2 separate regions of the Rattus norvegicus genome follow, and region 1 is linked to region 2. The links are chromatin contacts, called in public Hi-C maps. All regions are on one chromosome and are shown on one strand. The core of a region is the stretch at or near the end of the contact, and the rest is flanking DNA. Distances in the headings are between cores, read along the strand shown. Region 1 has its middle 41 kb from the start of Trnai-uau2. Region 2 has its middle 130 kb from the start of Trnai-uau2.

The links. Hi-C and Micro-C count contacts between places; a contact is called where the count stands out from the background.
Region 1: a Hi-C map of Schwann cells shows a contact between it and region 2, with 6 times the contacts expected there. The contact joins two enhancer-like sites. A contact is called at or near these places in 6 of 12 Hi-C or Micro-C datasets (the Rat2 cell line, Schwann cells, kidney and 3 more).

Annotation. Positions count from the first base shown.
Region 1 is chr6:16,539,474-16,545,448 of GRCr8, reverse strand. No RefSeq gene overlaps it. Among named protein-coding and RNA genes, the nearest start is that of Trnai-uau2, 41 kb to the left of the region's middle. Within about 2 kb of position 4,613, at least 4 of the 93 cell types and tissues checked have an H3K27ac peak or open chromatin away from gene starts, as enhancers often do. A contact at or near this core is called in Schwann cells, where this site is marked.
Region 2 is chr6:16,454,046-16,459,997 of GRCr8, reverse strand. No RefSeq gene overlaps it. Among named protein-coding and RNA genes, the nearest start is that of Trnai-uau2, 130 kb to the left of the region's middle. Within about 2 kb of position 2,062, at least 45 of the 93 cell types and tissues checked have an H3K27ac peak or open chromatin away from gene starts, as enhancers often do. A contact at or near this core is called in Schwann cells, where this site is marked.

The sequences.
Region 1 (5,975 bases), core at 3,364-5,863, 83 kb before region 2:
TGTACACATGTATATACCTGTACATACATACATGCATGTGTTCACATATATACACACATGTATATGCTTGCACATACATATACATACATGTATATGTGTCCACATAATATACACACATGTATATGCTTGCATATACATATATACATGCATATGTGTCCACATACATATACACATGTATATGCCTGCACACACATACATACATACATACATACATACATACATACATACATACACAGAGTCTTTCTCCATCAAGACTGAGGCCGTGGTTGCATAGTAGCCCTCCTCAGGAACCACTGGCACCTACAGGCTTGATGATAGCCTAACTACTCTAAGTTTAGCACTTGTGGTAGCATGAGGAAAGGCAGTACAAACCTCCCTTGGAGATGACACTGGCCTGGAACCACCCTCTGAGGCTCCTGGGGCAGGGAGGTGGAAAGAGATTTCTGTCTCCCATGGTCCGAATAAGCAGCCCCAGGTTTCCTTCCTGGTTTGACGCTAGGCAAAGGTGACTCTGGTAGGGATAGGGTCCTGACAAGATCCTAGGAGCTGAGAAAATAGGATCGTGAAGCTAAAAAACACATGAGGCAGAATTCCCGGGCCTCCACTCAGGAGTCCTAGTCAGGAACAGGGGCCAGGCCAGAGTCCTGTGGAGTAACGGCCTGCTTTGTCCTTCCTTGAGGTGTTCTGTCTGCCTGTGGAGGTAATAGAGGTAGCATTGGTATCTAGCATGACCTTGAGTGGTTAGACGGGCCGACCTGTCTGAACAGGTTCGAAAGCTGCAAGGAGGAAAAATCCACCAAGGTGATATCCGCTCTTGACTCCTCCAGCTCCTCAGCCCTTTGCTCAGTCCCCTGTCCATTTGTCACGTGCTTGCCTCTGCCCCTGGACCAGGTCCCGTGGCGCCTGGAGTGCCTGACTCTGAACCAGCTCCGCTGGCCTTCTGAGTTCTGGCTACTTCCTGGCTGTGTCCCGGGGGCTGCCGAGAACCCTGAGCTCCTCATGTCATTGTACGGAAGGACAGGCACAGACTCGCCAGACGCAGGGCTCAGAGACACGTACCCCTGCATTGTCTGAGCCCTGCTGAGGAACTCCTTCCCGGTTATAGATCGGTTCATGCTGGCGGGCACACTAAGCCATACATACTCAACCGTGCCCAAGGCACAGGAGACGTCAGTCCCTCGGAGCTTTCCTTTATTTAAAGTTTTGACATCTCATCATCTTGCATATTTGGAGTTAATCTTGAATTTTAAAGATACTGCTTCAAATATATGAATTGGATGTTGGGGTTTGGGGTGTTCCGTTAAGCCTTTCTTTTGCGACAAGGACCTTGTTGACTCCCCCATGACAGGGTCAAGGACATGGAGAAAGGAGCTCTTGGTCTGGCCTGGTGCAGCCATGAGCAGAGATGTGTAGGGATGAAATTAGTCAAGACTTTTCTAAGAGGGGTTCACAAGGTCTGGCATGTGTGTGTGTGTGTGTGTGTGTGTGTGTGTGTGTGTGTGTGTGCTTGTGTATACTTATGAATCTGGATGTAGGGGTGACAAGGGAAACCAAGACTTTCAGAATTCCACTACAGGGTCAACGGAGTGGAGGGCATGTCCTGGTGTGGGTGGAGTACATTTGAGTCTTTAGACGTAGAAAGAGGATCGGGAAACAGAACTGGGCGGAGGGGGAGAAAGTCCCAAAAGAAAAGTGAGGAAGTTTAGTTTCTGAAAGGAGGGTCTGAGGGAAGGGATGGGAAAAAAGAAAACTGAGGAGAAAAGTCCTTACCTCCCACCTTCAATGTGTGCACAGAGCGCACTGCACATGGCTGTCCCTGCCGCACTTGCCCACGTGTGCTCAAGGCTGTGTGCCAGGAGGATGCAAGTTTGCATACGTAGGTCTAGACCACAGCCTTTCCACCCTGTCTTTACTCTGTTTCCCCGATTACAAACCCATTTACATTAGGCAGAAATGTGCAGGTCCTAGAGGAAGAACGAAGCCGGCATCAGCCTGGCATTTGGACATAAACTCTGTTGTTCACTTAGAATGACCTATGGTGCCTGTGACCAGGTGAGCCTCACTTCTAACAATGTCTTCCTAGCCTTGGCCTGCCACTATGACAAAGTCTCCTGTAGCCCAGGGTGTCCGTTACGCCCAGTTTATGCAGTGCCAGTGACTCAGTGGATGTTAGAGAGCACCCTGCCAATGGAGTTACAGCCTCAGTTCCCTTCTCAGCGTGTGCACGCATGTGCGTGTGTGCAGGAACAAGCACACTCTCGAGCTTAGGATAGGGACTCCTGTAGCCCAGCCTGACCTGGAACTTGTTCTGTAGTCAAGAATGACTTGGAACTCCTGGTCCTCCTGCTTCTGCCTCCCAGTGCTGGGATAACATATCTACTCCATCAGCCCTGGTTTACCGGGGCTTCCTCTCTAGTCACTGATTCCTCCTTCCCATGGCCGAAGGCTTCATCTCAGAGACTTCCTTCTTGTGAGATTTTTTTTAAACCCACTTATATGAGTCTGTTTTTGCTTCAATCCCAGGTGTGGAATATGGGGCTGCTTCAGATTGTCCACAGCAGCTGACTGGAATCTGTCTCGTGCTCTGGCAGGGGCATGATTCTACCAGCTGAAAGATAGTTTAAGTTTGGAATTCTGGGGACTCTTGAGAGGTTATAAAAAATGCCAGAGCCCGGAGAGCCTGTGGAGGCTGCTGCTGGTTCCTGCCGCTGCTTTTGCTATTGGCTGTTTTGCTGTTTGGGTGGATTGCTGGTCGGAGATATCTTGACAGTGAACACTGGACTTGCCCCTAGACACTCAATGCCCTAATCATCAGGGAGTAGTCTAAAGAGATCTATGCCCCTTTCCCCTTTAAACTTTCTTCTACCAGTGTTGAGGGGTGGAAGGGATTGGGGTGGAGAAGGGGAGTAAATATCAGGATCCAGTATAGTAGCCAGAAGTACAGTTACACGTCCCGTGGAGATCCAGGCCTTCTGAGCAGCCTGCTGACTTACCTCTTCACTCTCGCCAGTATCAGAATCGGCATCCTTGGGGCTGAGCCCTGAACAGGAGCTCACCCCTTCTGTGTGGTGGGCACCAGGTCTAGACCCTGCCTGCCTGAAGCCTCACTGGTGAGCAGACTCTGAGGTTTACCAGGCTCCCTAGGGGCCATTGCTACATGAGGTTGGGGATAGGTGGAAAAGGCAGTGAACAGATTTCAACTCGTGCCTCCTGGAAACCACATCAAATGGTGCAGCTAGGAATTAATAAATAAATTTGGGAGACAAGTCAATTACCCTCCCCCTGTGCCCCTGTCCCCAGGGGCAAACAGCGGCAAGTGGTTCCCAGACTCAGCATGCTGCCTTCCCCAGGGCAGGACAACCACTGCAGCTGGCTTCTGTCAGATTAGCTGAGCAAGATGTGACAGGCCTCTGTCCTCTGGGGAAATCACTCCTTTCCTGGGAGGTGGTGAGGACATTCCCAGGTTGCTCTGTTCCTGCCCTTTCCCCGCACACTCCTGGTTTTACCACTTTATATTGAAAAAAAAAAAACCAAAAAACAAAACTCAGACACTGACTTCTTGTTGCTTTTGAAAACACATATTCACTCTGCAAATGTGGAGCAAAGCCCGTTAGCTATGTGGTAGAGGCTTTGCTGGGTTGGAGAATCTTGGAGACACAGCTCTGCCTGTGAAGAGTTTACCAGTGTGTGTGTGTGTGTGTGTGTGTGTGTGTGTGTGTGTGTGTGCAGGATGTGTGTATCAGGCAATGTGATTCCATATAGTGAATTTTTTTGGACTAAAAAAGTGGGGAGTTCCTAGCTTAGTCTAAAAGGCTCCCCGGAGAGCCCTCTGAGAAGGTGATGTGAAACAAGCTGTTACTTTGACGGGTGGAAAGTGCTGCAAGTTTTACAGAGCTGGGGAATGGAGGTGAAGTGAGAGAGGGGGCTTTGAAGTGATTCAGCTGGAAGGATCCAGATGTGAAAGGGACAGAGTTGGGCTGGGGTGACGAGGGAGGGGAGGAGCTACAGGTACCTGATGACAGGGTTTCAGGGTTTCATCAGAGACAGACAGACAGACATAGAGACAGAAAGACAGACAGACTGAGAGAGAGAGACAGAGAGAGAGAGAGAGACAGACAGAGAGAGAGAGAGAGAGAGAGAGAGAGAGAGAGAGAGAGAGAGAGAGAGAGAGAGAGATGGGATTTAGGTTCCTTTCAGCTTTGTGTACACTGTGCACAGGGTGTTATTTCTACATCAAACAATTCCGTGGAGTCCACCAGACGCAGAGAATAGCAATCTCCTCTCTGTTCAGCATTAGGGAAAATGAGTCCTCCAACCTTTGCTGCCTCTGAATTTTCTCAGCTTGCATCAATTAGACAAGTTCTTTAGATTGATGCTCTCCTCTTGTTTATTGTGCACGAAGATGACTTGGGACATCGAGTCAACTGTGGGTGTTTGGTGTCTGTCGTGGAGGCTGGGGTTCTACAGGGCTCCGCAATGTGCATTTTTAACAAGCTCCATGGGTCAGAGAGCACATTTTGAAAAACACGTTCCCAGAAGCTGATCACGTCCTCCCAGGGAACGTGCTTGTGACTGAGGCTGCCACCAGATGGCAGTACTGCTTCGTGATGCTCTAATTAGACTCCCGGGTTTTCCTTCTTCAACTGGGGGTGGTGGTCGCTGGCCCAGAGACAGACAGTTCTGGGTTTGTTGTTTTGCAAGAATGTGTAGAAATGAGGCTGGGTTGGTGAGGAACGCTCAGCTGCTTGTGGGGTGGGGAGTGGTGCTGAGGCTGGAAGATTGCAAGTTCAAGACCTGCTTGGGCTACAGAGTGAGAAGGTCATCAGGGAGTGCAGGTCAGGGGCACTGCACTCGCTTAGCGCCCACTCAAAGAACAAACAGATAATGAAGATTAAAACAAGTTAGTCATCAAAGCGTAAATTTCAAAAAAGTTTAAATTTCATTTTCAGCCAGCAGAGCTGAGCTTTCCATGCAGAAATCTCCTGTCCTGCGCTCATTCTGATCACCTGAAATCTGCGAGGCTCAACGAGCACATGGACTTAGTTCTTATTGGTATTATTGTTTGGAATGTCCCCGTCTTTATCACGGGATAGAGTCGCTTTTTCATGCCCATTATTAAATGACTGAGGCAGGGATGGGATGTATCCCTTGGGGTCTTTGAGCAGGGTAGTGACAGGGGCACCTCAGCTTTCAAACACAGCTCTTGGTTTATACTTGATTGACATGGTGGTCCTGGTGACCTGGCTTAAATTGGAAACTGGCTGGACAGGGTCCAAAAGTCCATTAAATGATGATCTGAATTAGTGACTTCTAGTGCCAGCTCTAGGGTGTCCTGTTATTCGATGGTGCCCTGTCTGCTGGACTTCCCTAGTGCGGTCACTGAGAAACATCTCCAGCCCCTTTTTGGGGACGGGGTTGCTCTCCGAAAAACTCAGAGTGTATAAATACTATGGTCTCTTTCTTATCCCTAGTCAGCAGCTTTGGCTGATTCTTTCTTTCTTTCTTTTTTTTTTTTTTTTTTTTTTCCGGAGCTGAGGATCGAACCCAGGGCCTTGCGCTTGCTAGGCAAGTGCTCTACCTCTGAGCTAAATCCCCAGCCCCACTTTGGCTGATTCTAAGTGACCATTGTTGGTACCAGGAGAGATGGGGACTCCCGGTGTCCTGCTTTCTCTACATCCTGTTTTCAACTGCATCTCTGTTTTCCTTCCCCTCCCTCCTCTTGCTTCTTCTCCTTTTCTCTCCTTTCTTGTTCTGTGCGCTCTCTCTCTCTCTCTCTCTCTCTCTCTCTCTCTCTCTCTCTCGTTTCCAAGAAGGTCTTGATGTGTAGCCCAGGCTCACTTGCCTTATTCTTAGGCTCCCCTATTTCAGACTCCCAGATTCTGGGGTTACTGGAGAGTACAACACACCTGCCCACGGTGGCTTTTAAAACTAGGGAAAAACAAGACAAGAACAATATAAAAATCTATTATTGTGGG
Region 2 (5,952 bases), core at 813-3,312:
CTGAGGCTGCCTAGCCCCATCACAAGGGGGCGCCCTCCTGCAGGGTAGAATCCTCTCAAAATGGTCCCTTCCCTTCACAGAGCCCAGATCCTGGATTCTAGGAGAGCTAAGGGAGGACCGAACTCTCAAACGGAGTCTCCCTAGGGGTTCTGAGGCCAAATGTGGATGAACGCAGAGGCAAAGCGTGAAGGCTGGCGGCCAACAGCTTGCTTTCCTGTCTCCTCTCCTTGTCCCCAGGTCACTGACACCCAGAATGTGTTTAAATGGCTCCCTCTGATTCTTGTTTTCCCCTCCTCTGGCTTCAGAGACCCTCTGGTCGTGCTGACTTCCATAACCTGATTCCCATGTTCCCTTCAGCGTCTAGGACAACATTTGGATGTGTCCTAATGGCTGTGGGAAGGGAGTGTTGGAGTGGGTGGGGCTGAGACGACATATATAGGATGTTATCCTCAGAGAAGCCGGAACACTGCAATTATTTTGATGTCCTTTCTAGAATATTCCAAGTTTTCTGTTTTTGCTTTTTTAATTAATTAATTCAGTTTTTTATATACTCACTTTACATCCTGTCCACTGCTCCCCTCCTGGTCACCTCTTCCCACAATCCTTCCCTCATCCCCCTCCCTTTCTTTTCTGTGTGGGTGGGGAACCCTTTGGTATTCCCCCCAACTCTGGCATTTTGTCTCTGTGAGGCTAGGTGCTTCCTTTCTCACTGAGGCCAGACAAGGCAGCCCAGCTAGAAGAACAGATCCCACGGACAGGCAACAGGTTTTGGGATAGCCCTGGCTCAGGCTGTTCAGGACCCACATGAAAACCAAGGTGCACATCTGCTACATATGGGTGGGGTGCACTCGGGGGGTGTGTTGTAAGGTGCGGGGTAGGGGGTGTTATTCCAGGTTTTTTTTTAGTAATGTTCTCTACTCTTTCCTAGTTCTGTGAAACTCCCGTAGATAAGGAGTGTTCTAGCCCCATGCTGTGGCTCTGCAGGGCTGGGGTGGAACCCTTAGGCCCAAGTCTGAATCGGGTAGAACCCCCAGGATACATTCAGCAGTCTCCAGCAGCGGGTTCTGTGGCCTGAGCTTGGTTCACTCAGTTTCTCTGGCTCCTGGCGGGGTAGCAGCCTCATCCCCCACCTGCTCCGCCCTCTCCCACAGCCCTTGGCTCTGCAATGTGCTCTCTTTTTGAGACTTTCAACAGAGCAGAGTCTGGCCTGGCCCACCTCAAAGCCTGACCCTGAGTCATGGCCCTGGACCCGGACAGGACGTGGTTCACGCCGGTTCAGAAAACTATACAGCAAAGTCAGAAACCATCTGCGCTTCTCCTTCCGCCTGAGACGTTATTTATGTGTGTGGCTTTGTGTTTGTGGCTAAATGTGGCTATGTGAGGGCTGTTAATTAACCCTTCGAGAAATGTGCTTCCCAGCAGGGCAGGGACAGGAACCGGGAACATGTTTCTGATCAGGTAGTTAAATGCAGACGATTTATCCTGCTTCAGATTGGGTGCTTAGTGAAGCCCAAGGAAGGCATGCTCAGGAGATGCGGTTGAATAAGGGCTGTTCTGTGCACAGAGGTTGTCAAAAGGGCAGGAAATGCTAAATCAACTGTGGCTGGACCTGGAGGAAGGCAGGAGGTGCCTGGGGTCGAGGGCCAGGGCCAGCTTCAAGAGTCAGCATGTTGCCTGAAGCCAGGCACAAGAGGCCCTTGTAGGTGGCTCTCCAGTGACTGTGTGGTCACTTCATCTCTGGCTATCTGTGGAATGGGACCCAACCTGCCTCAGAGGGTACTTGTAGGGGAAGAGTGAGCTTTCCAGAGCTGCCTCGACTTCCTCACCCGTGTAAAGGAGGTCATTCTAGAATATTCATAGCGGGTCACATGACAGGCTTACCCAACGTTGTAAACGGTTTACCTGAGGGCTGTAGAGGGTCCGCATCCTAGAGACAGGAAAGAGCAACTTTGGGGTCCTCTCTCATCTTTGGTTTCCTAGCCAAGACCCATCTCTTATCCCACCCTTCCCAGATGTACTAAGCTGGTTCTGTCTAGAGGACTGCAGGCAGGAAGTCCCGAATGGCCCTGCCGGGGGCAGGGTGGGGACTCCATGGGCCGCCGAGCAAAGTCTTTGGATATTTATAACTGAGACTCTTTACATGCCTTAAAAACACCATTGAGAGGCAGGCCTCAGACGCCTGCATGCAGCCAAGCTTCCTGTCACTGCCGAAAGAGCCCAGAAAACAAAAAAACGTATTCACAGTTCTGAGCTTTCTCTGCTTCCCGGGCTGATTTCATTCGAAAATATTCAAGACAGGAGGGAGGGAAGGGGCGGGGGAAGGGAGGGAAAAGAAAACAGGGTCCAGCTGGATTCCCGGGGAACCATGTGATGGCTGGGATGCTGTGAAACCTCCCAGAGCCGAATTTAGCAACTTAGAAGGTCATCGTGAGGAGTGGGTGACACCACGCTCAGAAGGAACACCTCAGAAGGAGACACGGTATAAGGCCGTCTCCCAAACAACATTTTCCCCTCCCCCACCCCACTTTTCTCTCCTCTCACTTTTTTTTTTTAACCACCTGACCTTACTCTTTCTGCTGTATCTCTTTGAAATGTACTCAGATCGAATCAAGGTCCTCCAAATGATTCAACACAGTCGGGCCAAACGATAAAGCCCTCTAAACTGAAGTGACCCCAAATGTCTGTAAAACTGAAGTTTGAGAGCCTGTGCTCTGGGGCCTGCAAGTGTGCCTAGTGGGAAAGCACCTTTGACTCTTCTGAGGGGAGACCAGAGGGAGTGACACGATTTCCCATTCAGAAGGGGCTCCAGAGTGGAACCCCTCGCTGGGTGAAACATTTCTTTTGCACCACCTCCTTCCCAGAGACTCTCCTGGCAGTGCTAGCCAGTCAACAGAGAAGCCCTCAGTCTGCTCCAGAACTCAAGGGAGGAATGCATCCAATACCAGGCCAGATTCATTTAGAAGAGGTTTGCCCCCTCAATCTTGAGGTCAGGGGAGGGCTGAGTTTCCTCAATGTCTGTCTTCTAGACCCCCTCCTATCCAGGGCAGCAAAGTTACCAATGTCCCCAGCAACTTTGATGATTCAGCCAGGAGTCATACTTCAATAGAACTTTCAATTAAAAAAAAAATTCATATCTGCGTTATCCAACATGAGCCAATATAGCGAGCTATTGGCCTTCAAGAGAACCAGGAACAAAACCTCACCTCTTTGATTTAAGTGCATTTCCATACCTATACATGGCCACTGCTCTATGGACATCCCTTTAAAGCCTTGGCACCTTCTCTGTATCCTGGTACCCACTCTGGTCCTACAGAATCCTGTCCTATCACAGAGAGGGGAAACTGAGGCAAAGCACTTTGGAGCCCCAGCTTTCTGAGCCTGCCCTCTCATCTGTCTCTCAGGCCAGGCTTCTGGCCAGCAGCTCCTCTGGACCCTGGGCGTGGGAAGTCAAGTGTGATGAAACCCAAGCCCACTTGGCTGGTGCCCAGCTGTGGTTTCACACTTGAGCTGAAGAGCGGGGTGGGGGCAGCTGGGGAGGACTGTCAGAGGGCGAGAATTCACAGGCTGGGCCAGCAAGTCCTCTGAGCAGTTGTCCCCAAGGGGGTTTCTAGGCCAAGCAGGCCTTTAGCTCCTGATGGTGTCCCCTGGTGACTGAGGACCCTGGTATGACACAAGCCTTCCTGACACCCTGCTTAGGTGGGGGAGATGGGACAGTAGGGATATCAGCTCTTCTAAGGACACAACAAGCCAATTTGATCTTCCCACCAATGCCAATGGCTATGCAATTTGTGGAACCTAGCACAAAATGAAAAATGCAGGGCCTCTGGTGTAAAAATTAGCAAGGATTTAAAAATGGGGACATCAAGATATGAATCCAGGCATGTGGCACTCTTACAATGGGGCCGTGCGCAGCATGCACTGGTACCAGTGCATGGAGCTGGCCTGCCACCAGCATCTCGGAACTTTGAAGAGCTCAGAAGAGAGAGACCCATCTTTTGGACCCAGCTTAGGGTAAAACCAGCCTGTTCCTAGCCTCCTCTGAAGGCAGACAATGATGGTTTCAGTTCTGCACCAAAACATTTATCTCCATATCTTAGGCAGGTGTGTGTGTGTGTGTGTGTGTGTGTAAGAGAGAGTGTGTGTGTAAAAAAGAGAGTATGTGTGTGAAGAGTGTGTGTGTGAGACTGTGTCTGTGTGAAAGAGAGTGTATGTGTGTGAAGAGTGTGTGTGAGTGTGTCTGTGTGAGAGAGTATGTCTGTGTGAGAGTGTGTGAGAGAGAGTGTGTATGTGAGAGTGTGTGTATGTGTAAGAGAGTGTGTATGTGTGAGAGTGTGTGAGAGAGTGTGTGAGAGAGAGTGTGTATGTGAGAGTGTATGTGTAAGAGAGTGTGTATGTGTGAGAGTGTGTAAGAGAGAGTGTGTATGTGAGAGTGTGTATATGTGTGTGAGAGTGTATATGTGTGAGTGTGTATGTGAGAGTGTGTGTATGTGTAAGAGAGTGTGTATGTATGTGTATGTGTGAGAGAGTGTGTGTGTGAGTGTGTATGTGTGAGAGTGTGTGAGAGTGTGTATGTGAGAGTGTGTATGTGAGAGTGTGTGTATGTGTAAGAGAGTGTGTATGTGTGAGAGAGTGTGTGTGAGTGTGTATGTGTGAGAGAGTGTGTGTGAGTGTGTATGTGTGAGAGTGTGTGTGAAGAGTGTGTGTGAGTGTGTATGTGTGTGTGAGAGAGAGTGTGTGTTTGTGTGTGTGAGAGAGTGTGTGAGAGAGAGAGAGTGTGTGTGTGTGTGTGTGTGTGTGTGAGAGAGAGAGAGAGAGAGAGAGAGAGAGAGAGAGAGAGAGAGAGTGTTAAGAACCTGGGGGAGCTTTGCATGGGCTTCCATCCTCGTCTAGGCAAGGAGGGCTCAGAACAAAGAGTGCTTGACTGGGGAGTACTGAAGCCCTTAGACAGCGTTTCCACCAAGTACAAGCAAGGACCGGCCCTGCTTACTTCAGCCCAGCTCTCTCACATACAAAGCCCAAGTCTGCACCTCTCACAGATGGAGGAATCAATCCCCCAAACAAGGTTTCCTGGAGGGGAAGAGGGTGATTGGCTCTTGATGGAGCAATTGTTCCACAGGGACGTCCATTCATCAAAACCTGTCAAGCTGTGTGCGTGGAATCCCTGCATTTTGTATGCAAATTATTCCCCCAACAAAGCTGGGTTTAATGAAGAAAACTGTGTCTCAAAAAGCAGGATGCAGAGGCTCTGGGAAATGGAGCTGAGGAACTTGAGAGAAGGCCCATGCAGGCACACAGGCACAATCTGGGGTCAGAAAGGCAAGCGGTGACCCCCTTCCCATAGGAAGAGGCTGTCTTGTAAAGTCAGGGTTGAGTGCTCTGTTCAGGGACGTGTACTGGTGCTGACATCCACAGTGCCCTGGGAGTTACATAAGGCTCTCAGGTCCAGCCACCCTTGTTGAAGTGGGGGTAGAGCTAGGGCAGCCTCTCTTGATGGCGTGCCTTCTTAGCTCTGTCACATAAAGTAGGCCCAGCAGGTAAAGGGTGGAGGAGGAACCAGACGTCTCACGGTGGTGTGCAAGGTGTACTTTTATATGAACCCCTGCTGAGTCCCTCTCCCCAGGAAGCAGCTTTGGATATCAAGCGAAGGTTGGGGAAAGTCTTTGAATGAATTGGGGCTCCCTAAAGAGGGGCGGAGGTTTTTTAATAGACAGAAACAGTCCCAAGGAGCTGGAGAGACATGGCTCAGTTGGTAAAATGCTTGACTAATAAGCATGAAGTCCCTGGGTTCTACTAAGAATGCTACAGAACCTGCAGCCTGGGAAGGGTAATGCTTGGAGGGTGGAGGCAGGAGAATCAGAAGTTCAAGGTTAGCCTGGGGTTCACATGATTCCCATTATGGGTGAGAGTCAAAAACAGCAGAAAAACAAAAAACAATATCAGGTTGAAACTGTC